Regions from separate parts of the Mus musculus genome. Here region 2 is linked to region 1. The links are chromatin contacts, called in public HiChIP or PLAC-seq maps. All regions are on one chromosome and are shown on one strand. The core of a region is the stretch at or near the end of the contact, and the rest is flanking DNA. Distances in the headings are between cores, read along the strand shown.

The links. HiChIP or PLAC-seq counts read pairs in DNA pulled down with a chosen protein or histone mark.
Region 2: an HNF4G HiChIP or PLAC-seq map of pancreatic cancer cells shows a contact between it and region 1. The contact joins two enhancer-like sites. A contact is called at or near these places in 1 of 39 promoter capture datasets (the C10 cell line) and 2 of 115 datasets of contacts at active chromatin or transcription factors (embryonic stem cells and pancreatic cancer cells).

The regions. Positions count from the first base shown.
Region 1 is chr19:58,162,694-58,169,747 of GRCm38.p6, forward strand. No RefSeq gene overlaps it. Among named protein-coding and RNA genes, the nearest start is that of Gm41875, 66 kb to the right of the region's middle. Within about 2 kb of position 2,873, at least 18 of the 459 cell types and tissues checked have an H3K27ac peak or open chromatin away from gene starts, as enhancers often do. A contact at or near this core is called in pancreatic cancer cells, where this site is marked.
Region 2 is chr19:58,519,329-58,526,755 of GRCm38.p6, forward strand. Ccdc172 (coiled-coil domain containing 172) reads left to right here. Exons shown (of 9, transcript NM_029372.3): 4 at 6,520-6,636. Among named protein-coding and RNA genes, the nearest start is that of Ccdc172, 11 kb to the left of the region's middle. Within about 2 kb of position 4,918, at least 72 of the 459 cell types and tissues checked have an H3K27ac peak or open chromatin away from gene starts, as enhancers often do. A contact at or near this core is called in pancreatic cancer cells, where this site is marked.

The DNA.
Region 1 (7,054 bases), core at 1,623-4,122:
TTTTTTTTTTTTTTTAGATTTATTTATTTACTGTATATGAGCACACTGTTACTGTTTTCAGACACACCAGAAGAGGGCACTAGATCCCATTACAGATGGTTGTGAGCCACCATGTGATTGCTGGGAATTGAACTCAGGACCTCTGGAAGAGCAGTCAGTGCTCTTAACCTCTGAGCCATCTCTCCAGTCCCTTCCCCCTACACACACACACACACACACACACACACACACACACACTCAGAACACACACACACACACACACACAGAGTCTTTCATCTGCCATAGGAAGTGTACTGGCTAGTTTTGTGTCAGCTTGACACAGCTGGAGTTATCACAGAGAAAGGAGCTTCAGTTGAGGAAATGCCTCCATGAGCTCCAACCATAAGGCATTTTCTCAATTAGTGATCAAGGGGGAAAGGCCCCTTGTGGGTGGTGCTGTCTCTGGGCTGGTAGTCTTGGTTCTATAAGAGAGCAGGCTGAGCAAGCCAGGGGAAGCAAGCCAGTAAGGAACATCCCTCCATGGCCTCTGCATCAGCTCCTGCTTCCTGACCTGCTTGAGTTCCAGTCCTGACTTCCTTTGGTGATGAACAGCAATGTGGAAGTGTAAGCTGAATAAACCCTTTCCTCCCCAACTTGCTTCTTGGTCGTGATGTTTGTGCAGGAATAGAAACCCTGACTAAGACAGGAAGTAGCTGGATAAGGTCACTTCCTTCCCTCTCCCATATCTCTCCTCTCTCCCCAACATTGGAGATGAATCGTGGGTAAGGAGGTTTTGGGGGTTTGCCAAAAAAATAAATAAATAAAAGTTTTTTAAAAAATAGGGAACAGCAAAAAAGGAGCAAACAGAACTCACAGCTTGGATCGGCTACCTGGGGACAGAGGAATCACTTAGAGGAAACAGGGTGATCCAGGTTGGAACAGGGCAGTGAAGAAAAACTCAAAAGCCCACTGTCTTTACAGTAAGTAAAGGCTCAGAAACAGAAACCAGAAGTGCATGGGGACGCAGCCTCTATTTTGGACTGCTTAAGACCAAGAGGCAGGAAAACTTTGAAAAGGGACCTGACACTTGCCTCCAGGTTTGAAAGGGACTTTGTACAGAGGGCTAGCCTCAGACCTGGAGTGGAACCAGAAACCACAGGTCTCGGAATAGACTCAGGCTTCTACTTAAAAACCAAAAAAAACCAAAACGAACCCCAACCTAATTTTATATGCCTGTGTGAATGCCTGCACGCATGTTTGTGCACCACATGCATGCCTGATGCCCGCAGAGGACAGAAGAGGGTCTTGGGTCCCCTGTAACTGGAGTAACAGATGGTCATGAGCTGCCTGCCACATGGGTGCTGGGAGCCAAACCCAGGTCCTCTGCAGAGCAACAAGCGCCCCACCATCTCTCCAGCCCTAAATCTTACTTCAGAAGAGACAGTTATGAATCCACATGGGTCAAAACTCAAAAGGAGACATGGAAAGGTGTACTGGCAATCTCTCTCTCTCTCTCTCTCTCTCTCTCTCTCTCTCTCTCTCTCTCTCTCTCTCTCCTGTCCCAACTTACATGTGCACTCACATGCTGAAGGCTGAATCCTTGCAGTTGCTCACAGAAATACAAACAAATCCACACAGGCAGTACTTTCCTTCTTCTTTATGCAAAACCCGTCAGACTCTGTGCGCTGTTTCTCACATTATGGAGTTTAATTCTTTCTTCTTAAAAATACATCCCGGAAGGCTCTGCGTGCCAACAGATTCTTTAGCTGCTGTTAGTGCCGATGTGCCAGCCTTTACTTATGGATCAGTTGGACCCTTAAGCTACTCCCAGTCTCTGTGACTACAAACCAAGCTTGCCTGTACTTACACAACTTTGTAAATGTTTCGTGTGGTGGTGGTGGTGGTGGTGGTGGTGGTGGTGGTGGTGGTGGTGGTGGTATCTGAAGGATAGGGACTCCAATGTGGGATTGCTAAATCATTTAACAAAGATGTGGCCATGTCACTTGCTCATGGGCTGTGTGTTCATAGATTGTACCCTTTTGTACATATATATGAGTATCCTGGTGTGTATTGTGCAGCGGGTCCTCCATTGATTTCTGGGTTGGACTTTTTCTGGCTATTGGACAAGAAGTGCTGTCCTTTTTCTCTGATGCAGCATGGCACTAAGGCCACTGGAGATTTTTCTGGATCTCTCTGATCGAGTTTTTGCCTGCTTTCCAGCGGAGTGGCTGCTCTTTCCTTCTCCTTTTCTGGAAGATGCTTCTGTTTGCAGGAGGTAGTTTGTCTCTACTCAGAACGGGAGGGAGAAGAGAGCAGACGGTCAGTCAGCCCAGGTGTCAGGTGGGACGCAATGGGGATTCAGATAGAGGCTGGGGCAGGGCAGGCAGGCAGGCAGGCGTTGCCAGCAATGAGAATCTTGTTATGAGTTCTGTCCTTGTGCCCAGGCCTCATTCAGACCCTCCTCCTGCCAACAACTTCCCCAGAACTGCCTGGGTAGAATTATCCATGGCCCTTGCCAGGGCTCAGGTCTGCGGCTATTGTAGTCTGCTTTATGCTGGTCAGTAGCCAGAAGGTATAAGAGGGAGTGCTGGCAGAGGTGCTGGGGGCTGTGAATAGTAAATACATCCCAGGGGGTTGCAGCAATTGATGTAGCCATGTCCCTTGTTTAGTCTGACCCTTGGTTTCTCTTCCGGGTAGTGGAAGGATAATGCTCAAGTTGGCATCTGATAGAATCACCAAGGGAGTTTTGTAATGACATGGTGCCTGGACCCAGCCTCAAAGGGGTTATGTTCCATGCATCCATCAGTGGAGAACTGATGATGTATGTCCGTCCATCTCTTCTGTCTCAGACACTCTGACAGCATTACAATCTTGCAGAGCCTCATTCCTTCCAAGGCAAAGAGAGGTGACTCACCACCCCATGCCACACATCAAGAGACTTCTGTGGAATAAGGAGGAAGAGTTACCTTCTTAAGCCTTGTTTCCTTATCTCCAGTGGTTGTGAGCACACACTGGGGGTAGCTGCAAACAGTTGTCAGCCTCTAAGCTGTGTGGATTGGACCCACTGAATACGCAAAGCTAATCTTGCTCGAATTAATCACCCCAAGCAGTTAGCCACTTGTACTCTTTCCCTGCTGGGATGACGGGCGGGTCAGGCTCTCGCAGCCTCGGAACTTATGAATAATTGTTTCCTCTCTGATGCTGAGCTTGTGGGTTTTTTTGATGAAAAGAAAATCCATGATTTTTTTTTCCCACATGAGTTGAAGCTGCTGTTCACACGGGGAGACTTCTCAGCGCTCACTTTAATAACTCCGGCTTCTCTGACCTTTCCTTTCTGTTCCCCTATTTATGCCACACAGATTGGTAGAAAAAAAAAAGTCCAGAGCGTGCATCCAGGAGAAGCTTTCGAAGCGGGCGGGCAGGCGAGTGGGCTCACCGACTGCATTTCCTATCCCTTTTGCTTTTTAAATGCTCCTAAGCAAATAGCCCCAGCACCATTGATCATTAGGAAGCCATGGGTGAAGAGCCGATGCTTCACTCCAATTACCGGGGCAGGTCCAGCAGGCTTTGCGCTGTGGGGTAGAGCCCACAGCACTCCAAGTATAATCGGAGCTCCGGCAACCTGAAATTTGTTTTAGGCTTAATTGGCCCGAGGCTGGTACATGGCCCCCAGCTCTTCCTCTGCAGCTATGCACACTGTATTTTCAGTCCTGGAGTGACTGACTGGGTTGCTTCCACAAGGCCTCATTCCATTGAGAGAGAGAGAGAGCCTGGATGCTTGCCACATGAAAGGCTCACAGCAGAGACCACCCACCTGCCATAGACCTAGAGCTTGCCTTGTGATGGTGTGATGTCATGCCCAAGTACCTGAGATTTAAATAAATAAATAAATAAAAATACCACTCTCCTTATTTAATTCTCCACTCCAAGCAAATCCTTGCACCTTGCAAGCAGCTTCAGCAGGGAAGCATGTATGCACAACAGCTCCTAACCCTCCTGCCTCTAATTTAATCTTGTGGTCGCGTAAATTACAGTGTTGTCTTTGACAACTGTCCGGTTGGTTAGTGACTTCAGGGCACCCGAGGGGACTCAGAGGATTGGCAGCAGCCGTCTCCTCTGATTTCACACCACAGTGTCAGCGCAGAGCACCTCTGTGACCTCAGGAATCACGGGGGTCTCACCACCGAGACATAAGTACTCGTGCACAGACACACAGGCGCACACACTCACACACACACACTCGACCTTCAGCCACTCTGCCCTCAACCAAGTTGGAAAATGGGACTGGACATCCCCCTGCCTGCCTTGACCTTTCCAGGAACAAGCCTCCATCCCTAAGTGACCTAGGAGCTGTCAGCCAACCCATGCAAAGTGACACCACCTGTTCAAATACTCCAAGGGCTACAGGAAGGGTATGCCAAGGAACAGGAGGAAGACAAGATGTGTATTTTACTACACCACAGCCTGGCTCTGTCTCCAGAATACCACATGATCTAGAATCGGACTTTAAGCTCGTCTAGTCTGCGCGTGTGCATGATGAGAATGGGAGACAGTTATTACTCATCTGTTCATTTTCCCTGAAACCAAGTGATCCCGACCTCCTTTGGAGCTTCCATGGTAAACAGCTCTTTCTGCTGAAAAAGTTTTCTCCAAGCCAGTGTCCCTGGAAGCAGGAGTGAAGCTCTCCTTCCACACTTGTCACCATTTGTCACATTTGTAAGAAAGATCTCTGTAGATCATGAGCCAATTTGTTGGGGGCAGCTATCCATCAAGGCAGAACCTGAGCATTCATCTTGAAGCCTGGCAGCTGCTGCCTACACAGAACAGACGATGCCTGCAAGGAGTGACAGTGACAGTGAGTCCTCTGCGAGAGGGCCGCAGCACCCTGTGGCATGTAATGAGTGTAGGCAGGGAGAGACTCCAAAGGGAAACTGCCTGTGTGAGATCATTGTAAACCTCACACCCCGTCTGCATATGTCTTGCCCGAGTCTAACACTCAAGGAGGACGTGGTCTCCAGAGACTCTGGCTCCATTTGACAGCATCTTAAATGTCAGCATTAAAATTCATACCCGGTTCTGAAAATGTATGGAATGCTCAGGAGAGGTTCTGTGTGACCACTCCAACTTTGAGGAATTATACATTATTGGTGCGGCAGATAATCAGAGTGCTGGCAGAATCCGTGTGAGCTTCACAGAGAGTCTTTCTTCTGGGGACCTGAGATGGAAATGCAGCAGGAGGCATTGAACAGGCAGCTAGCACCTAACGGGACAAGGGCATGTCAGGGGCTTCAGGAGCAACTTGACAACTGACCAACCGGGTGTGAGAAACTCGGGAAGCTAAGTATCACAGTAGTCATGGGAGCTAGCTGGGGAGAGGACCACTCTCGAGGCACAGGCGTGGGACAGGGGTGTAAGGGCAGCATTCTGCACCCGTGACACTGCACTTCAACACTGTCTCCCAGAAACTGCCTCCTTATTTCTTTAGCTCTTCCATCCCTGCACCCATCACCACAGAGCTCTGCCCTGACCTCTCACAGAGGGGCTGTGTGCAGTCTCTGTCACACTGCCCACCTTTCCTCCCATGTGCTTCAGAGGACATGGGGACTGGTAGAGACACTAGAGCTACATCCAGGGACGTCATTATCTTGCTCTCAGTAACTGGTAGAGAAAAATAAGATAAAGAAAGAAAGAAAGAAAAAAACCAAAAAGCAAAACAGAAAACCATCAGGGACATAAAATGGGAACAAGAACTTGGCTCAGCTTGAGCTAGCTGACCTTCAAAGCACTGAGAACGCAACCGGGGAAATCACTGTTCTCAAGCATGCCTGTGAGGGATGAACTAGACAGGTCAGACCAGAGGATGAGGGATCTTTTAGATTTTAAGGTCGGAAGGCCCACTTTAACTTCACGTGGCACCGTTCCTAGGCTGGGGTCCTAGGCTGACTGAGTACAAAGGCCCAAGACAGCTGAGCACCGTCATTCAAATCTCTGCTTCCTGCCTGTGAATACAGGGACAGCCTGCTTCTTGCTCCTGACACTATGACTTCCCTGTCATGGTACACCCTCCCACTATGAGCCAGAATGACCAAAACCCTTCTCTCTTAAGTTGCTCTCACCAGAGAATTTTATCACAGTGACATAGACAGTAACCCATACAAGCACATGTGTCCATAACAATATATATGAAAAAAAAAAAAGAATTGAACAACGTGTTAAAGAATTCTTCATCACAGGTTTATAATGTCAAATTGATTTAAGGTTTGAAAATCAATTTGTTCAACTACTTCTTTCTTTTCTTCCCATGTGGTTACATGTGGAGAGACCCCACTGCAAACTGAAAATGTGTTCTCAGAAATGCATTTAAAACACCCAGCACCATAGCTTATCAACACTGTAGACTTCCTTGTCTGAGTAGGACCTGAGGATCTCTCCTGCTGCCCAACATCAGAAGAAGGTCATATTGTATATTTTATAGAGTAGAATACCATTCCTTGCCAAAAGAAGAAGTGGGGGAGAAGGAGGGAGGAGGAAGAAGGGGAGGAGGGGGAGAGGGAAGAGGAGGAGAAGGAGGGAGAGGAGAAGGAGAAGGAGAAGGAGAAGGAGGAGAAGGAGAAGGAGAAGGAGAAGGAGAAGGAGAAGGAGAAGGAGAAGGAGAAGGAGAAGGAGAAGGAGAAGGAGAAGAAATCTATTATTCTGGAGGTGAAGAGAAATGGCTCAGCAGTTACCACTTGCTGAGTCCTTTCAAAGGACACAGACTTAATTCCCAGACCCCAAGTTTGATGGCTCACAACTCCAGTTTTAGGTGATTTGACAAATTCTGGTCTCCTGGGGCACCTGCACTCCTGAGCACATGAGTGTGCACACATATACACATAATTAAAAACTAAAATAAATCATTTTTTAAAAGAGGGAAATTCTGAAACATGACAGTGTCTGTGACTCTTTCATATGCTGAGATAAATCAGTCAGTGTTGTCTGGTTCCCTTGTGCGATGAGTGTAATTGCTAAGTTGTGGGTGCTAGAGGGGTGGGTGCCTCGGGGGTTACTGTCTAGGGAGAAGGTTCAGTGTGAGAGG
Region 2 (7,427 bases), core at 3,668-6,167, 360 kb after region 1:
ATAAACACATTTCAAATCTGAGCACTTCATCTAGGAGTGGAATTGTTAGGTCTTACAGGACCATTGGAATTGTTGTCTGTTTTTTTTTTTTTTTTTTTTTTTTTCTATTTTTCTTCAGGAGATGTCAGGTGATTTTCAAAACAGTCGCATGCTTTTATGTTTACACCAGTGTGTGTGTGTGTGTGTGTGTGTGTGAAGGCTCCGTGTCTCTGTCCTGGTCAACATATTACCCTCTGTTTCAGTGACTTTAAAAATCTATCTTTGTGGGTATCAGTAGTACCTTATGTTAGACTGCATTTCTTATTTCTTCAGGACACTTATTGAAGACCTTTCTAGGTGCTTGTTGACTGTTTTCTAGGTGCTTGTTGACTGTTTGGCACACTTGTTCTTGGCACTGGTGCCTGATAAATGCTGTGCTCATGACTGATGACTGGTTCTTTTGAGAGAAGGCCTGGTCACACATAGAAGGAGAAGTTGCACTTCTTTTTTATGGTCACAGACCTAAGATGATTAAAGAAAATATTTTATATAGCATTTATTGAGCTCTTTTATCTTGATGTTGTCTTCATGACTTTTGGAAAATCCAAAGAATGTTTAGAATAGCAGTGTAGATCAAACTATAACAACTTACACATTTGCCCTTCTGATGTAGGAGATTGTAAGCCACTCAGTGCCAAGCTTCATGGCTTGCATCCACAGAGTAGAGCATCCACTCAGCTGTTCCTAATTGTAAAACTCAGGATTCTGCTTCCCTTCCTATTTTCAGAAGAAGTGCTCTAAATAAATTGTAAAACATGAAATGTCAGAAATGCTTTGAACAGAAAAATAATCTCCTGGAACCAAGAGGAAAATACTTTGAAAAACAGTGAGTTTTGCCTTAATTTGCAGAAAGTATGAGATTCAGTTTGAGTCTGCAGCCCCATGAGCTGCAACACAGAGTACACTTTCAGGGCTACTTTGTGATTTATGAGTTTTTAGAAAATCAGTTAATTATGATTCTCAGATCTTCTAACCATCTCAACTCCAGCTATTCAATGTACATTCACTGACAAACTCTAGGTCACACTGTGAATTATTGGTAAATAAATTATAGAATACACATGTTATTTATCTACATACTTATTATACATGTGTGTGCCTGTGTATAGACAGGTGCATGTGTGTATGTGCTGAGGAGGCCAGAAGAAGACACCCAGGGTGGAACTGGAGTTGTAAATGGATGTGAGTCGACTGGACTGGGTTCCGGGAAAGGAACTGTGGTCCTCTGAAAGAGCAGGAAGTGCTCCGACCATCTGAGTCGTCCCTCCAGCCCTGAGATACCTTTCATAATGAGGAATGGCCATTAAATAATTCCAGTTATATACTATTAGCTGTAAACTCAAGATTTCTGAGGTTCTCATGAAACATAATTAGTTTTAATTTTTCCTGTAATTTTTCAAGGAAAGCCTTATCATGCCTGTCATGAGAATTATCTAAAACTTGGAAACAGGCAAAAGGAGTATAGATTCCGGGCACTGAACTCAGGTCTACTGTAAGAACAGTATTTACTTTGAGCTTTTGAAACATCTCTCCAGCCCCCTGCATTTATTTACTTATATTATTTAATACTTGCTTATTTTTCCTCAAATTATTTGCATTTTCTTTTTGTTATATTTAGAGTCTCTCCATGAATATAGATCTACAGCAGTTTGTTTGTTTTGGGTTTTTTGAGACAGGGTTTCTCTGTGTAGCCCTGGCTTTCCTGGAACTCACTTTGTACACCAGGCCGGCCTCAAACTCAGAAATCTGCCTGCCTCTGCCTCCCGAGTGCTGGGATTAAAGGCATGCGCCACCATGCCCAGCTCAGCAGGTTTTATAGTCGCATAGTATTTCAGTAAATACTTTGCTATATTTTAGTTAAGTAATTTTCTACTGACAAGTATGCACTGTTATTTCAGTAAATTCCTGCCACTGACACATGTGATGGCAGTCCTGCATTTTCTGGTTTTTTAGAATAGCACAACTCAAACTGTTGTGCCAATGAAGACATATTTTTAAGGTTTTTAATAGTTTCTCCCAGAAAGATTATTATAGTCTAAACTGCCAAAACATCATTTGTATATTAGAAATTAGTGTGTCTTATAAGCAAAAGAATGTTGTCTGTACAGTGTTAGTTACAGTGTTGCTCACTTGCAGAATTTGTGGCATCGTCTCCATGATTTCAGCTTTTCATGCTGAACCTTGTGTCACTTACTGAAAATTTCATTATTTAAATCTGACTTATGGTGTGTTTTTCTCATAAAAGTTCATAATTTGTATAGTGTTATAATCTTTGATAGTAATTATGTATTTGCTTAATTCCTTAGTTATGTGTTTGCTTCTGAACTCCTTTCAGTCTTGAGAAAGCCTGTTTCTCTACAGGATTTTAAACAGTATATTTTCTGGTACACTGAAGGATCATGGTGAAGTCTGTGCAAAAGGTAGAGAGAGGAGTTTCTGGTGTGTTTGAAGAACAGCCAGGAAAGCAGTGGGTGGGGAATGGAGAGTGAGGAGGCTGTGAGAGGCTGGAGAAGGGTGGCTGTGCAGACATGCTAAGGCTGAAAGGCTGGCACAGTCCCATACTGAAGCTTCCTTGCTTGCCACATGAGGGTTACTGTGCCAGAGTGGTAAAGCTGATTTAGAAACACTAGCACCTGGTTTTTAAAAATCTAAAGCTTGCTGGGTGTGGTAGTATACGCCATTAATCTCAGCACTGGAGAGGCAGAGACAGGTAAAGCTCTGTAACTTTGAGGCCAGCCTGGTCTAAATAAGGAGATCCTGGCCAGCCAAGGCTACATAGTGAGACTTTTTCTCTAAAAATAAAGCTAAGGCCTTAATATCTGTTGTCAACTTGCTCAGTGGTGCAGTCTGGTGTTAGAAGTGTATTCTGTTGTGGTTGTAAGAGCCCTGGGCCTTTTCCTTGGTTCTTGTATGGTATTAGCCATATGAAGTCTGCATGTCTCCTTGTGTATCTTGTGTAAAGTTGCCTCTTGTGCTGTGAGCAGATGACATGACAGGCAGAGCTGCTTGCTGGAGACTGAGCTGGCTTTGACAGCGTCAGTTACACAAGGAGTGTCGTGGACAGACCAATGCTGATCCATAACATGCTGTGCTTACTTTCAGTTTCTAAGTACCTGAAGGCATGCAGGCAACAAAGCAGTGAAGAGCCATGGATAGCAGCTCTGTTGACCACAGACCTAGCCACCAGATAAGTCAGCTCAGTATCCAAGAGGAATGAGCAGGGGTGGGGAAGCCTTTAATACTGAAAGAGGCAGACTTAACAAGGGAGATGGCACTGCTGTAAGCTAAATTGTACCAAAACAGTGACACTTTCTGACAAAGGTTGGCCATTTGGGTCTAGAATGCAACATTAAGGCTTTATACAAATATTTTCATTTTCAGTCAGGAAACAGACAGAGGTAAGAAAGAGAAATCTGTGTTCCTGCCATTAGGAACTTCCCACCCCTTTCTTTATATTGCATGCTGTCTCTTGAGGTCAGGAGCAATTTAGGAGACAGAGTCAATAATTTCTTTAGTTTCTGTTTACTGTAGACTAAACGGCTCACACTGCCATAGGCATGTTAGTGTCTCAGCTCAAACTTGATACGTCTGAAATCATTTCTCACACAGTACAGTTTGTGGCTTTACAGTATTTCCCTATCAGATCCCTCCTTGGCTGTTATCTTGTAACAAAGCAGAGGTAAGACGTCTGCAAGACAGTAATTCTGTGAGTGAGTAGTACACTCATCCTGTGAGTAAGTCAGGATTATATGTAGCTGGACTCTGGTTACTTTGTGGGTTCTTCTTTCTTCCACCCTTTCAATTTCCTAACACTAAACAAGAGAAAAAAGGATGGAGAGTGAAGGAAGAGATCCCTGAATAAAGCCAGGGTCAGTGAGGGGTCGAAGTCATCATTAGACGGCTTCCTGCTGAGTACAGCCTTGAGGTCCTGGGGGCATGGGTCATTTCTGCCATCAGAACATCTCAGTTCTTCTTGTTTCTTTGTGTACAACTACTTAACAGATCACAACCAACAGCAACCAGCCAAAAACCCACCAACATTTCACCTTATCTCTCAGGATCCTAGCATCTATATACACTCTGAAATGTTCCCAAAATTCCCAACATCACACAATTGCAGAAACTGTTTGCAGCTGGAAAGATCACATCCCCACCAGAGCAGGAGGCAAATCATAGTCAGCTGCTGTGGACAGTCTGCCGCCCATACCCCACACCTGGGATTAAGCTGTTGCTCCTGAAGGCAAAACTTACACGTAGCAAAGAACCAGGCAAAGCCAAGTGCTTGTCTCTTAAGTTCTAATAAAGAATAGAGCCAGGTCACCCAATTTCAGTGTCACCTCATCTGTACCCTGACCCATTGATGACCATAGCACTGGGAGGCGGCATGTAGGAAGCCCATCTCCCTTCGGGGCAGTGACTTTCCACCTTCTCCCACTTCCTCTGTTGTGCTTTCCCCTTGGTTGTCACGAGTGTTAAAAAAAGTGCGTGTGTGTGTGTGTGTGTGTGTGTGTGTCTGTGTGAAGGAGAAAGTGAGTGAGTAAGCATGGGTGGGTGTGGCTGTGAGTGTGTGGAGCTCAGAGGACGACTTTGTGCAGTTGGTTCTTTTCCTTCCACCCTCTGTTTTCTGAGAATCCGTATCAGAAACAGAAGTCAAGAATGTCAATCCTGAATGTGTACTATTAGCACATTAACCAGAGCCTGCAGCCTGAGTGCCCGCCCCTTAGTCCAGGACACTTAAGGAAAATACGAGACTCATTTGCCATTTTTTCTCTCTTTTTTTTTTTTTTTTTTTTTTTTGGTAACTCACGTGTACAGTTTTCCAACGTGATCTGTGTCTGAGACACTGTTGAGTCACAGTGTCACACGGCTGGGCACTGCTGACTCATCTGTGTCTGAAGCATTGTTATGGGCAGTGGTGCTGAAGTTCTTTTTATTATCAGAATTACTCAGAGGCAGCTTTAGCATTTCCATTTTAATGCCGTGATTTAGCAAGAAGGATGCTGAGAGACCTGGATTTTAACCCCATGCTTACCCCTAATCAATTAAACGTCCTTTATAAAATCTTGAACTTGTGGGCTGATCTTAGTCTCCTTTGTATAACAGCAATGAAGCGTCGTCGTGTTCTTACACTGAACAAATGAGGGGCTGCTTTGATCCTTTCCTTGTCTGCCCTGCTGCCTTGCGTGTGACGTTAAAGTCTGGAAACTGCATTTCCTGATTCTGCATCAGGGACACGAAGCCCCTCACTGTCCTCCCGGGGGTTTCAGGCATTACCTCAGTCATGCAAATGTATGTCTTTATCTGTGTCTGTGTCTTCAGATACGGTTGATGGGAACTGCACCCAGGACCCAGGTCGGGCGGCTGTGCTACACCTTATAGAAATGGAAGATCGTGTTTCTATTTCACGTCAGCTATTTTTTTCTAAATGCCAGTATTCCTAGGACTTACTAGCTGTAATATTTCAAAATGTCTTTGAAGCCAACCCCGTGGCTCTGGAATAGACTGCTCCCAGGCTCTTTACTGCTCAGTGTCTTCTGGGACACAGATTTCACAACCCGTCTCTCACCTTGAGGAAGTTCTTATAACTAACATAAATCTTGCTTTCTGCAATTTAAGTTGAATTTATATCATTTTTCTTTTCTCTGTAGAGATGAGAACAGCCCCAAGCTGGAGGTAACACACTGTCATGAGGACCAGTACTGAATGCTGCAGACAAACTATTTTAGTTTCTTGGCCTTTCATTCTGACTTTGTCTCAGAAGGAACTGTTTTTAAAGTCCAAATGAAATAATATCGGTGCTTATGAAATCTTTTGCTCTTTAGAATAAAATGGGGCACAAAAGTTAAATTTTTGGGAGGGAGGGGGAGATGGTGGTCTCTGATCCTGTTTGTAAGGATCTGTTGGGTGAATGCCTGCAAGAGGCAAGGATGGATTTCGCTTCCTTAGCTTTCAGCCACCTGCCAGTGCTGACCTTGCTACCTACCACTGAGCCTCTAAAAATAAGACCCCTGAGTAAATGGGTAAAATTCAAAGGTTGGGTTCTCAAAATGTATTTGGGATATTTAGCCAAATTTACGTCTACTTTATGCATAGTTAACGTCATAAACCTGGGTCTGGGCTGTAGAGATTTTCCCATGTTTGGTGGTCACAGCGATTGATTCTTTCTAAGTTGTGAGACTAGAAGCCTGCTCCTTGAAACAAGCTGTCCAGACGTGGGCTTCAGTGTGCATGGTCAGATGCTGCAGTACTCAGCTAACACTTGTGCTGAATGTGGGAGGAAAAAGAAACCAGCTGTGCCCCTCAGGAGCCCAGAGTCTGTCTACTCTGTAAGCTGTGAGGACACTGAGCTCAGGACCGGCAGTCACTTAGAGCAGTGCATGCAGGGAGTCGTATGTAACAATTGCAGGCCTGTTCAATTAACTGAGCCCTCAGATCTGTATCCATTTGCTTCGTTCTGATTTCTGTATTTTCCTTTTGAAGGTTCAGCAGTTGTCTGAGAAATCTTTCCTCTTAGAGCTTCTGAAAACCCATGAAAACGCATTAGAGAGACAGCTCAGTGAGATTATCAGCGAGCGGGACACACTGCTCCAAGCCTGCGTAAGTCTCCAGCCACTGAGAAACATCTCAGTCAGCAATCTAACTGTGTCAAAGGCGTTTCAGTATGTGCAGCTTCACTTTGACAAAGTTATCTGTACCCGTATCAGCTGACAGTACTATTCAAACAACAAGTCTTAAGGGCTGTTTGAAGCCAGCCAGGAGAGCAGTACAGCTGGAAAGACTTGTCCTGGATGGGAGACTTGAGGATGTAATGTGGGAACTATCTGCAGTTGGATGGGCCCAAGAGAAGCAGTACCACTGCTTTTAACCACTCTGGTGTTGAGACCCACTTTTAATGCTCCTGGTTAGCAGAGAAGTTTTATACTTCTAGGCATACTTATGGGCATGGCTGAAAAGATATTGCTAATCTTTTTATCTTAAGTCAAAGTCAACAAGCCAAGCAGCAGTTATGATTACAGGGCAATTTGGAGATGTGACTAGTCCTGAGTTGACATTTTGAAGAAAATACATTTGAGCCAATGAGAGGACTCAGTGGATAAAGGTGTCGCCATCAAATCTGATGATCTTTCAGTCCCTGGAACCAGCCGTGGAAGGAGAGAACTGGCTCCTGCAAGTTGTCCCCCGACCTTCACATGTGTGCCACAGTACAGTCACACCAAAACTTACACACACCCCCCAAATAAGTAAATGAAAGGAATTACATAAAATATATTTAAGAATAATAAAAATACAGCTTAGGACATGACCAACTTCTAAATGTGATTCCTCATAGTTGGCATACAGCCAAAAATAAAAATACAGAAACCAGTGAATCTAGTGCTGTCATAAGA